3 separate regions of the Mus musculus genome follow, and all the other regions are linked to region 1. Evidence: chromatin contacts called from public Hi-C and HiChIP or PLAC-seq data. All regions are on one chromosome and are shown on one strand. The core of a region is the stretch at or near the end of the contact, and the rest is flanking DNA. Distances in the headings are between cores, read along the strand shown.

What was found. A called contact is a pair of places that touch in the nucleus more often than the background predicts. HiChIP or PLAC-seq counts read pairs in DNA pulled down with a chosen protein or histone mark.
Region 2: a contact with region 1 is called in an H3K4me3 HiChIP or PLAC-seq map of fetal liver, with 2.7 times the contacts expected there. The contact joins the enhancer-like site here to the promoter of Tnfrsf21 in region 1. A contact is called at or near these places in 4 of 39 promoter capture datasets (the HPC-7 cell line, embryonic stem cells, erythroid cells and 1 more), 1 of 15 datasets of contacts at CTCF or cohesin (embryonic stem cells), 22 of 484 Hi-C or Micro-C datasets (ECoMG myeloid progenitors, bone marrow-derived dendritic cells, cerebral cortex and 10 more), 14 of 115 datasets of contacts at active chromatin or transcription factors (the HPC-7 cell line, PVALB interneurons, VIP interneurons and 8 more) and 4 of 9 other capture datasets (adipose tissue, embryonic stem cells, macrophages and 1 more).
Region 3: a contact with region 1 is called in a Hi-C map of peritoneal macrophages, with 8 times the contacts expected there. The contact joins the enhancer-like site here to the promoter of Tnfrsf21 in region 1. A contact is called at or near these places in 11 of 39 promoter capture datasets (3T3-L1-derived adipocytes, the C10 cell line, the HPC-7 cell line and 6 more), 28 of 484 Hi-C or Micro-C datasets (B cells, the Ba/F3 cell line, the C10 cell line and 17 more), 22 of 115 datasets of contacts at active chromatin or transcription factors (the HPC-7 cell line, acute myeloid leukemia, bone marrow-derived dendritic cells and 14 more) and 5 of 9 other capture datasets (adipose tissue, embryonic stem cells, liver and 2 more).

The regions. Positions count from the first base shown.
Region 1 is chr17:43,014,785-43,018,623 of GRCm38.p6, reverse strand. Tnfrsf21 (tumor necrosis factor receptor superfamily, member 21) reads right to left here and starts at 2,069. Exons shown (of 6, transcript NM_178589.3): 1 at 1,532-2,069. The coding sequence starts at 1,627.
Region 2 is chr17:43,089,401-43,093,391 of GRCm38.p6, reverse strand. No RefSeq gene overlaps it. Among named protein-coding and RNA genes, the nearest start is that of Gm34627, 26 kb to the left of the region's middle. Within about 2 kb of position 1,586, at least 11 of the 459 cell types and tissues checked have an H3K27ac peak or open chromatin away from gene starts, as enhancers often do. A contact at or near this core is called in PVALB interneurons and fetal liver, where this site is marked.
Region 3 is chr17:43,135,975-43,139,515 of GRCm38.p6, reverse strand. No RefSeq gene overlaps it. Among named protein-coding and RNA genes, the nearest start is that of E130008D07Rik, 21 kb to the left of the region's middle. Within about 2 kb of position 1,510, at least 108 of the 459 cell types and tissues checked have an H3K27ac peak or open chromatin away from gene starts, as enhancers often do. A contact at or near this core is called in acute myeloid leukemia, adipose tissue, bone marrow-derived dendritic cells and 13 more, where this site is marked.

The sequences.
Region 1 (3,839 bases), core at 820-3,319:
AAAAAGACAGAAAAGCGTCTCTCAAGGGACACTGAGATTTACCTCATAAATGCTAAGAACAACAAACTTTCTTTAGCCCTCTCTCTCTCTCTCTCTCTCTCTCTCTCTCTCTCTCTCTCTCTCTCTCTCCCTAAACACACACACACACACACACACACACACACACACACACACACACACACACACACACACACAGAAAGAGAGTCAGCCAGAGAGAGAGACAGAGAGAGACAGAGAGAACCAGAATGTCTGTAGAATGAATTCCCAGGCCATAGCAACTGTCATGCCTTGGGATGGAAGCAGTAGATCTTGGCTGGCCAGGCAGTAAGCCCTTTAGAGGAAGGAGACAAGAGGCCTGCCTTCCCTTACACAGCCCAACCATGAAAACAAGCTCTTTTTTGTTTTTGTTTAGTTTTTAGCTAACAACCTTCATCCTCCCTGCAGGGATGAAAGACATGATTGGTTTATAGCATCTCAAGGGTTTGAATTCAAATTTTCTTCCACCTAATTCCCCACTTGGCCCCAATATTGGAAATAAAGGGCCAGCTGGGGGTAAGTTTTGGATAAGGGATGATGTCAGGTTTTGATCAGATAAAGTGATGGAGGATTGCAATCCGGGCACGCCCCAGATTTGGGTGCTGAGAGAGCCTGCATCATCTTGCTTGGTGACATGTCTAAACACAGAAAGGGAGAAATAAGAAAAGGATGGGGAAAATTAATCGTCCTTTATGTAGCTCTTTCCCCTCCCCCTCGACTGAGAGCCACAGCGCCGGTTGGCTCCAAGCCTGTGCTTTAGAGGCGCCTGGGTCTCTGGGTCCTTCTTCTCCTCCTCCCCCTCCCACCCCACCCCCACCACCCACCCGGGCTCCTTCTTCTTCTTCTTCTTTTGGCTTGCAGAAATCAGGACCCATCTGAACTAAGAGGGAGGAGAGAAGCAAGGAAGCTGAAGCAAGGGGTGGCCTGCGCCCTACTCCGGAAAGCTTCGCGCGCGGAAGCATGCAGCGGTTGCTCGCGTCCGGAGCGCACCGATCCGGCTGTCTCCACTGCGGTAGCATCCGGACATGACATTGCAGTAGCGACAAAGGAGCGGCCACAACCGGCAGCTGGCTACTGACAGGACTACTCGGGCCTCGCACCGCGCCGAGGGTCTGGCAGCGAATGATATTGGGGTGAGGCTGGGTGTTGGGGTGCGAGATAGGCCGAGTCGGGGGCAAAAACCCAAAAATGCGCAGGACCTCGAGGCGGACACCTCTCGCGCCTCCTTCAAGCAGCCAGATTGCAAGAAAAATAATTCTTTAACACTCACTAGCCTTAGCTCACCACACACACACACACACACACACACACACACACACACACACACACGATCTAGTAGGAGTCCTCCTCGGTCTGGCTATTGCCTTGTAACCAACCCTTCCAACCCGTCTGGTCCCACCGCGCGCCTCCGGCACTACGGGCCCGAGGACCCGCCCGGCTCCCGGACACAGGCTCGAACGTAGCCGCCACCCTAGGGTCCCCTCCTATCGCTCACCAGGAGAAGAGAGCCGGCGACCATCGTGGCTCCGACTTGGCCGGCGGTGCGGCTGCAAGAGGCGAGGGCGGTGATGCTGCTTGCCCGGGTCCCCATGGCCGAGCTCGGGGCTCGCAGCGGCGCCCGGGGCGCTCGGCCCCACGGCAGCTGGAATTGGTGGCTGTTTCTGCCCAGCGCCGCATCCACCGCCGCCTCACGGGCGGTGAGCCCATCTACCTCCAGCAGCCCATGTGCACTGCAGCAGCCAGGCACCCAGGCGGAAGAGGGAGGCAGCAGGGGAGGCTCCGAAAGGCGCTCAGCACCTGCCCAGGGGCGCTGGCGCCCGGGCGGTGAGAAGCAGGCGCGCTCGCAACCCGCGCCTCCCGGTGCTCTCCAACGACAGCGGCTGCGGAGAACCAGAGAGCAGGGCTAGCCGCGACAGTGCTAAAGAGCGACTTCCCATAGCGAAGCTTCCAGCCACTATCAAGCACTCGCCTCCTCCGCTGCCTAGACCGGCCGGCGAGGGACTGAGTCGGATGGCCACTCAGCTCGGGGACACACGTGGTGGCGCCGAAGGGGCGGAGAACGACCCTTTGTGATGTCACCCGGGAGGAGGCCGGGCTCTTTGTGCAGATGGAAAGAACTCAAGGCGCTCCAGAAACCGAGGGGAAGGAGAGGGTGCCCCTTGGCGTTAGCTGGAGGAATTGCGTTTGCTTGTTAACCTGCACACACCCCTCACCCCGACTTAACTTTAAAAAAAAAAAATGATTCCAAGTAGATTGTATGTAAAACAGAGACTATTTTCTTTTCCTAACATAAATATTAACAACAGCCAATATAACTTGCGCATAATGGCGCAGGCCTGTATTTTCATTGCCAGGAAAGCTGAGGAAGGAGAATTTGAAGTTGGAGGGAAATTCTGAGCTACACAGAAAACTCCTATCTCATGCATGCATGCATGCATGCATGCATGAATGAATGAATGAATGAATGAATGACCTGAGCATAACGGTGCCATTAAGCACTCTGTATAATGAGAATATGAACTTCTCCAATTCCAGGCCAGCCAAAATTGGAGTTCTACACAAGCCTGGCTTACAGAGCAAAATCCAGTCTCAGAAATCAATCAATCAATCAATCAATCAATCAATCAATTAAAGGAGCTAGAAAAAAAGCAAAAACCATGGAGCTTACATCAATTGCCAGACACAAAGAGACGTGTGTGTTGGTTCCCAAACTGCTGTGTTTTGAGGTCTGCTGTGTTCTCACAGTGGAGCAAAAGGAAAAAGCAAGTGTAGTCTCGGCATTTATGTGTGGCTCCCCTGCTTCCTGACTGCAGACCCGGTTTAACCAGCTGCCTCCTCTCCTCTCCTCTCCTCTCCTCTCCTCTCCTCTCCTCTCCTCTCCTCTCCTCTCCTCTCCTCTCCTCTCCTCTCCTCTCCTGCAATAACTGTATCCCTGAAACTGTTAGCCAGAAGAAACCTCCCCGTCTCTCAGTATTGTTGGCTATTTGTTCTCAGCAGTGAGGAACCTGGACAGAAACAACACTAAGCATCCCTGACAGGGAGTTGCCATGGTAGGAGCCCTATTTCCTTCCTTGCCAGTTACTACATGGAGAGTTGGTTCTTTTTCTCGGCATTCTTTGGAAGAATGAGATGTATTTAAAAATTAATATGAGGATTAATCCTACTCTCATCTTTCAAACATCTGCCAGTTAAAGAAATAAAACATATATTTAAAAAAGCTTGACCATAAACCCTGAAGGGGAATGCTGTAATATTAAGTTTCCAGTAAAAAATTTTTTTAAATTCTGAAAAATACTATCCTTAAATACAGAATTTTGTGAAAGGGGGTGATATTTCAACTTGAAATTCTCAAACTCTCTCCGAGGCTTCCAAAAGTGAAGGGGGATTACTATGTCTTCATGTATAATAGGGCCAATTAATTCTTCAAAACTTCAAATTATTGGCCACCACAATCAAAGGTCTTTCTGTTTAAAAGGGGGTGGGGGTGGGAAGTGAGATATTAAAGAAAAGGGGTCAGCTGACACCTTGCAGACAAATATGAGTTACTTGAGGTAATGTATGATTTGATCTTCCAAGCTGGGAGACTTTAATTTGGGTAAGTGTGGTTCTGACCTGCTCGTTCTCTTTGTTCTTCCTATTGTTTTCATGTTCCATAAGGTCCTTATGGGGCACTAATCATCAGAATTCAATTTTTCACGGGCCTTTGGGTTTGAGTTTGGTTTGGTTGGCTGGCTGCTTTTGGGTTGGGTCTTGCTGTGTAGCTCAGGTTAGCCTCCAGGGGATGGTTATCCTCCTTCATCACC
Region 2 (3,991 bases), core at 337-2,836, 75 kb before region 1:
CCCTTGAAAGCTACATCCCTAGAGCTCTCTGCACAAATGCCAAATAGTTGGGCTTCGAGGAGTCTCCTTTCTTTCTGTAAGTCTCCTTTCTTTCTGCTGCTGTTATACAATCCTGCTGGAGGAGGGGTAGGCTTTGTGTGCCCAAAGTTCTATGTCTTTCTTGATCACCTTTCTACCTTATTATCATTTAGGCACAGACTCTCATGGACCCTGGAGCTAGCAAGCCAACAAACCCCTGGGATTCTGCTGTCCCTGCCTCCCCAGCACTGGGAGCATGCATGGGGCATGCAGCACTGCACCTACCTTATTTTCTAACATGGATGCTGAGGATCCGAACTCCTGTCCCCGTGCTTCTGCTGCAGGCACTTTTACCAAGCCCAGCCCCAACCAGTTGTAAGTTTTGACCAGATTTGCTTGGTTCTGGGTGTTTCTTCAGCTCATCAAAGTGTGTTTCCTTCCCTCCTGTGAAATGAGTGATCGACTCCTGTGTTTGTTCTGCCCCTTTCCTGAAAGGTAAAGTCATCCCAGACTACCCAGTTTCACGGGGAAAAAGAAAAACCCAGCAGTGCCTGTATTACCCAAGAGCTTGGCAGCAACACAGGATGCCAGCTGCCCTTTCCCAGAAGAGGCCTGGAGAGTCTGCCTGTGAGCAGGACCTTCAGGTATCTCATTTGCACATTAAAAGGGTAGACAGGAGGCCTCTGAAGGTGCGAGTCTAACCAGCTCCTCTTAGCTGTTCTTGTCCCCATTGGCAGGAACGGAAATTCTCTAAAGATAGTTTTCTAAGTGTGGTCCAAAAACCTGCAAGGGCTTCATTTTTGAATTTCACCACAAACCTCTCCAATCAGATTGTGGGAATCAGCCTTTTTTAAAGAGAACAAGCTGCTCACTCCCGGGTGACTTATTTACATGAAAGTTGGAGAACCACAGATGCTCGCCCAGCTCCTTCCTCTCCTTGAAGCAGTTTCTCCTTGAAAAGCAGCCCTATCTAATTGAGTTCAGCCTAAAACAGCCCACAGGAACTATATTACTCTCTGAAGAAAATGAAAGAAGCTCCGTTTTATGCTAGGCATTCATTTCCATACCCACTAGTCTCTAACTCCATTCCCCGGAAGATAAATTTCCAATAACCCTGACTCAGTCACACCTTCCTCCCCATACATAACACTTGTTATGACTAACTTTTTTTTTTTGCCTCTGTAACTTGTTGCACAGATAACCCAAGATTGTTTTGAGTCGCCTCAATCACTTAATTTGTCAAAATAGAACAGTTGTTACTTGCTTGCCTAGATATTGAAGGTCTTTGTGTGATATTCTCCTTTTAAAGTCCTTCCCCGTAACCCTTCTGCGAAGTAATCTCGAAGTTGGCTCAGAGATTACTCATCCAGCTAGCAGCTAATCAACAAATCTTTTCATTATAATTGGATCGAGTCTGTAGTCTTTTCCCAGGGGTCACAAACTCCTTCTTAGTCCTTCAAATTGGTGAACAGACTCCTTCTCCTGCCTGCCTGCATAACATGGCTTGGATCTCCCAACAGTTGCTTCTGTTTCTTATTCTTCTGGTTGCTCTCTTGTCTCCTCTGCCCTCACACTAGCAGCCTTCCTTTTCAGCTGTCTATACTCCTCAGAGGAAGAAGCGCAAGCCAGAGAAGACCTTTCTATGGTACAAATGGTGCTATCATTAGCTTTAATCAGAAAGTCACATATTTTAGTATTTTATGCTGAATTTTTGTTTTATTTCAGTTGTTTGGTTTGTTTTTTTTTACAGCATCTAATGTGTCCCAGGCTGGTCTCCAACTTGCTATACACCCAAAGATGATTTTGAACTTTTTATCTTTCCTGCCTTCACCTCTGGAGTGAAAGAATTGGGAGATATGCAATGTCACACCCAGTTTCTGCAGTGTTGTTGATCAAATGTCAATGAACTATAACTCCAATAGCTATATGGCTGTTTTGAGACAGGGTCTTACTATGTAGCCCAGGCTAACGTTGAATCCCTCCTCTTCCTTCTCTTCCTCCTCGTCCTCCTCCTCCTCTGTGTTTGTGTGTGTATGACCTTGTGCATACATATGCAGAGGCTGCAGTTGGACATTGGATGCCTTCTTCCACCATTTTACACCTTATTTTTTTGAGATGGAGTGACTTGCCTGAGCCTGGTGCTTGCCAGTTCAGCTAGACTGGCCAGCCAGCAAGCCCCAGGGATCTTCCTGTCTCTGTCTGCCCAACACGGAGACTGTAGGTGTGCACCACAGAGCCCTGTACTTTGCTGTGCCAGGTATCCAAAGGTTCTCAGGCTTGTGTGGCAAATGGTTTACTGACTGAGCCCTCTCCCCAGGCTGACCCTAAGGCCTTGGTCTTCCAGCCTGCAAGTGAGTGCTGGGTTCCAGGTGTGTGCCATCCATCACACTTGACTCTGGGTACTTTAAGAAAGTAGCTGATGGTGCATTGCCTTCTGGGAAAGCTATGCATCATGGGATCACCATATAATGCTAATGTTTAGTTCTCATGCCTACGTTTGTACCACTTACTTAACTTGCATTTGAACTTTACTCATGACCCAGACAGATTTCACTGCCATGTTTCTGCCCACTGTTTCAGGTGGCAACAGGTTTCTGGTCAGTGATCTTATAAAGAGAATGAACAGTCTTAGATTACAGCCACTCGCTCTACCCTTCTTCCCAAAACATACACAACACGGATTCAAACCTAGCCTTGCTAACCTTCTCAGTGAGGGCTTAAACACATTCCTTGGTTTTATGCTTCGGATATTAAGTGTCCCCCACAAAGGCTCATCTATTGGAGGTTTGGGCTTCAGCTAGTGGTATATTCGACCATGGATGTGTTCATAGCTGAATAGACTATAAGGTAGGGAGGGGGTTCTAGCTAGTAGAAGGTCACTGGACCTGTGCCACTGAAGAGTTATCCTGTCCCAAGACTCTTCCTGTGTCTCTCTGCTTGCTGGCCGAAAGGAGGTAAGCAACCTTCCACCGTCGTGTTTTCTTACCAGGTTTCTGCTTTACCATCAACCAAAGGCAACAGAGCCAGCCAACCATGGACTTAAAGCCTTGGAAACCATGAGTTAAGATCAACGTTTCCTCCCTTAAAGAATTTCTTTTCTTCCTTTTCAGGGACTCTGTTCTAGTGATAAGAAACCATCTCATATACTTAGCTTTACAAGCCCAATTTCATCTGTAAAATGGGCATAATAATAGGAACCCGTTAAGACAAATTTAAAGATCCAATAAAGTAATTAAACTTTATATGTTGTAAAATATAAAACCACAAATTTGGGTTATTAATAAAAAATTCCCAAATTACTAATAAACTATAAACTTAACATACTAGTAATTAATGAATGGATTGTATGTCTCAGTTCTAAATCTTCTGACACAGTGAGAACCTGACAAAACCTGTTTCCTCCCCCATCATAACTGACCCATTCTTGTTTGTTCTTGTTGCTCTGTATGTGTGTGTTCGTGTGTGCGCATGTGTGATCTTTTTTTTTTTTTTTTTTTTTTTTTTTAGTTAGCGTAGCCAGGCTGTCCTGAAACTCCCAGGCTAGCTTCAAAATCAAAGATCCTCCTGCCTCTCTCTTCCAATGGACTAAAGGCATGCACCAACAAGAGGGAAGGGAAACAAGGATGTTCATCTTGAAAGCTGCCACACAGAGATGAGTGAAACCGGAAGACAGTCCCAGTTGTTGACGTGGGGGGTCACAGTATACACAGTATCAGCTTCCAGGTTCTCACAAAAAGAGGATGTTAAAGTTGCTAGCGTTTGATCATTGGAATTCCGCAGAGGTGGGGTCCAAGCTTAGGAAAACCTGCAGTGAGCTTGAGATATCCCACCAACACAGGACCACATCCGCCTCACTGCTGACCAAGCCCTCTGGAGTTCGTCAGGGACAGTGAGGTTTTGGCTAGAAGCCTGTGAATGTGTGCAGATCGTCCTACAGGTATCAAGTTACCTAAGGTTTAACTCCGAAAGACTA
Region 3 (3,541 bases), core at 261-2,760, 120 kb before region 1:
CTGAAGACCATTCAGACATAAATCTGTGCACTCACATGTGCGTGCGCGCGTGCACGCACACACACACACACACACACACACAGAGCCAGTTATTCCAGGGCATTTGAAACATTATCCTGGTCTCCCTGAATATTAGGCATATCATCTTATTTAGTCCTTTCTTGACTAATATCATTTTCAATTTTTTCTACTAAGGATGACAGAGATGAGCCATTTGAGTGTGACCTTTTCCTTTGCCTGTCCTTACAGAGCCAACAATTCCCACCTGAGTTGGCTGTGTGCCTGGGTGACACTAATGTCAATGACTTGCCATGCCTTTTGTTGAGGATGCCTGTAACTACAGGTTTAGAAACTTTCGCAAGCCCTCAGACAGTGCTTACTTACGGGCATGATTTTTTGCCACCAATTTTAAGTATACCACCAAGTATATTATCCTTATTAACAAAGACTAGATGATTTTTAAATTTTTATTTTTTTATTATTCTCTCTCTCTCTCTCTCTCTCTCTCTCTCTCTGTGTGTGTGTGTGTGTGTGTGTGTGTATGTGTGATGTCATTGATGTCATGTGCCCCAGTGAATTAATCACAAGAGCCTGAGTGAGGGGTTATTTACAATGACATGGGCAACTTATCAGTAGCTACACCACTGAAGAAAACATTACTTTTCTGGGGCAACCATTAATCCTGCCTACCGATACTCATAGAGGAGTGGAGCCTCATGAGCACCCATCCTGAAATCCTCCCTGGAGGAAGGTCAGAGCTGCGCATACATAGCTCTGCGTTTGGTGCTTGGTCTGATCAAGCCCAGCCCAACAGTCATAAACAGTGTCAGAACCTTTTCCCAGGTCTACTCCAGTGGCCTCCTCTACCACAAGGCACTTGACTCACATCTGCTGCCTCGGGGACCTCTTCTCTCTTCTGGGGAGAGGAAGGGCCTGGCCACCGGTATTCACATTGCTTAACCTCTTAGTCAGATCTAGGGACAAAGGTTTGTGTTGCGAAAGGGCAAGTGAAACTTAGCCTAAGGCTGGGTATGGGCTGGCCTTACTTCACAGGGAAACGTCTTCAGTTTATATAATTAACACTTTCCATCTTCCCTTCACAGAATCGTCTGAAGAAAACAAACAAACAAACAAACAAACAAGAAAAGCAGAGTTCCTGAACTCTGAGGCTGATACTAGGACTTATGGCTATTCGGTGGAGCAACTCTCTAGCCTTGATATGGCAACAGCTGTGTCACTTCCCACCCTAGTCACCATTTCTCTAAGGGACCTAACCCTGCATGCTCATCACCACTGATATATTACTCCTCGCTCAAACTTACTAAAAGTTCCAACTCTGTAGTACCAGAGCATTAACGTAAGTGTGGCTAGATCCCATTGAGCGCATGGTGTTGGTGCCATGGCAACACGTGGGCGCATGCGCACGGGTCTGCCCCTGAGTCCACTGCCCTCATCGGTTACATCCCCAAACTGCCAACATTTGTGTTGTCTTTGAAAATCATGAGTCGCTCCTTCCTCCTTCTTGATCTGTCTGAAAGTTGTCCCCACCCATAACTTCCCTGTTTAGCCCCAGCCTGTAGAGAAGGCAGCAAGAAGATGCTTGTATGGGGCAATCCATTTGACCCAGAGAAAAAGAGAACCAAGAGGATGCAGGCAGGATGGGTGATGATTGACTGGGTTTCTTCCTTTAAGATTCATGTTATTTTATTTTACTTTATTTATGTGTATATCTGTGTACGTTTATGCACATGTCTGGGTGCCCACAGAGGCAAGAAAGGGCACTTGATCCCTTGGAACCGGAGGTACAGGTGTTTGTAAGTCACGTGATGGTGATACAGCTGCTGGGAGCTGACCTCCAGTTCTCTGAAAGAGCAGGAAGCATTCTTCACTTCTGAGCCATCTCTCCAACTCCAGGAGTTCTTATAACTAATGGTCTCACAGTGCTACAGAGGCTGAGGAGTGTGATGACCTGTGGGTCACAACAGCAAACCCAGAACAGCTGATAAATTCTAGTCCAAATCCTAATCCAAGAAGCATGGAGGTCTAACACAGGTAAGGTCCAGTCTATGTCTTACTCCACAGGCAAGAGCATTCACGCTCACGCTCAAAAATAGGCAGAGGGAAGACATTTTCCTACCTCTGCGATTTTGCACAACACAGGCCTCCAATGGGTTGGATGAGGTCCACCAGGGCTGGGGAGAGCAATGTATACTTCACTCTGCCAGGTCACGGTAGCACACATCAAAAGACACCCTTGCAGACACAGCCATTACAAATGCTTTTCTAAATACCTGAGCACCCTGGAGCCTGATCAAGTCAGCACATACAACCAACCACAACAACGCTCCTCTCGCTTTTCTGTACCGGTCTCTGGCATCTTCACATCTTCAGGGCATGTTTCTCCTGCTGGCAGAAAGTGAGCTCAGCAAGGTAGCCGTGAGGTCCAGGAATGACATCTGTCTCCATATACTGGCTTCCAGCCTGCCCTTCTTCTTCTGAAGTTGTCACCCACATCCACCCTCCGGGCTCCTCAGAACCTTCCTCCTGTTCTCAACTCTGCATGGGCTCTCTGGCATCGAGGTTCAGACCTCCTGGCTTTCCCTGACTGTAGCTACTCAATGCATCTTGCCCAATAGGAAAACCTGAGGTCTCCACTCACACAGCATGTGGCTATCTCCATAGCAACGTTCTGAGAAAGATTTTTCCCTGTTGTTATTTTACTTATTTGTGATTCTGAACTTCCTCCTCAGCTTATCTTTCTGTTCTGATTTTGTAAAAGCATTTATCAATTATATATAATAATGGCCTTATCATGACATTTCCATCCCTGTATACAATGTATATTGATCATATTCACCCATCGCTCCCCTTTCTTCTCTCCCTCCCACTCCTGATCCCCTCCCTTCTTCTCAACTAGCCCCCCTCTTTTTTTCATGCCCCTCTGTGTATGTTACCCAGTGAGTTTATAGGCACATGTGCCACTCATCAGTGGTCAGTCACACAGCTAAAGAAAATGTTTCCTCCTTTCCTCAGCTACCATAAATTGCCTGTCCATTCTCAGGAAGGTCTAGGCCTCATGGGTTGAGCCTAAAAACTCTCACAGAGAAATGGGGAGCCCAGGGGACATCATAAGTCCTTTTTGTTCTTAGAAGGAGAGCTGGGCTGAGCCCACCCACCCTCCCATGTGGTCCTTGGCTAGAATTACTTGGAGATAAAGAAAGAAGGATTTGGGGGTGGCATCTCCCTTTGTAGTCTTAGTACCTCTCTCTGGACCTCGGTATCCCTATTTGCAAAACAAGGGGCCAATATCTGCTCTGTGAGGGTGATTTGAGGGCCTTGATAAATGTACAAAGACATGCACAGAATAGGCACTCGGAAGTTGCTGCCTCATCACCCAGCCCCTAATTTTACAACCCAATCCCTGCTGAGTCAATCAGGAGAGCAGGTGACCAGGCCCTAGCGAGCACCTAGGGAAATGTGGAAAAAGCCAGGTGTGTCTTCCATTTTTCAAACAAGAGCCTGGAGGCTCTGGGTGCCTCTT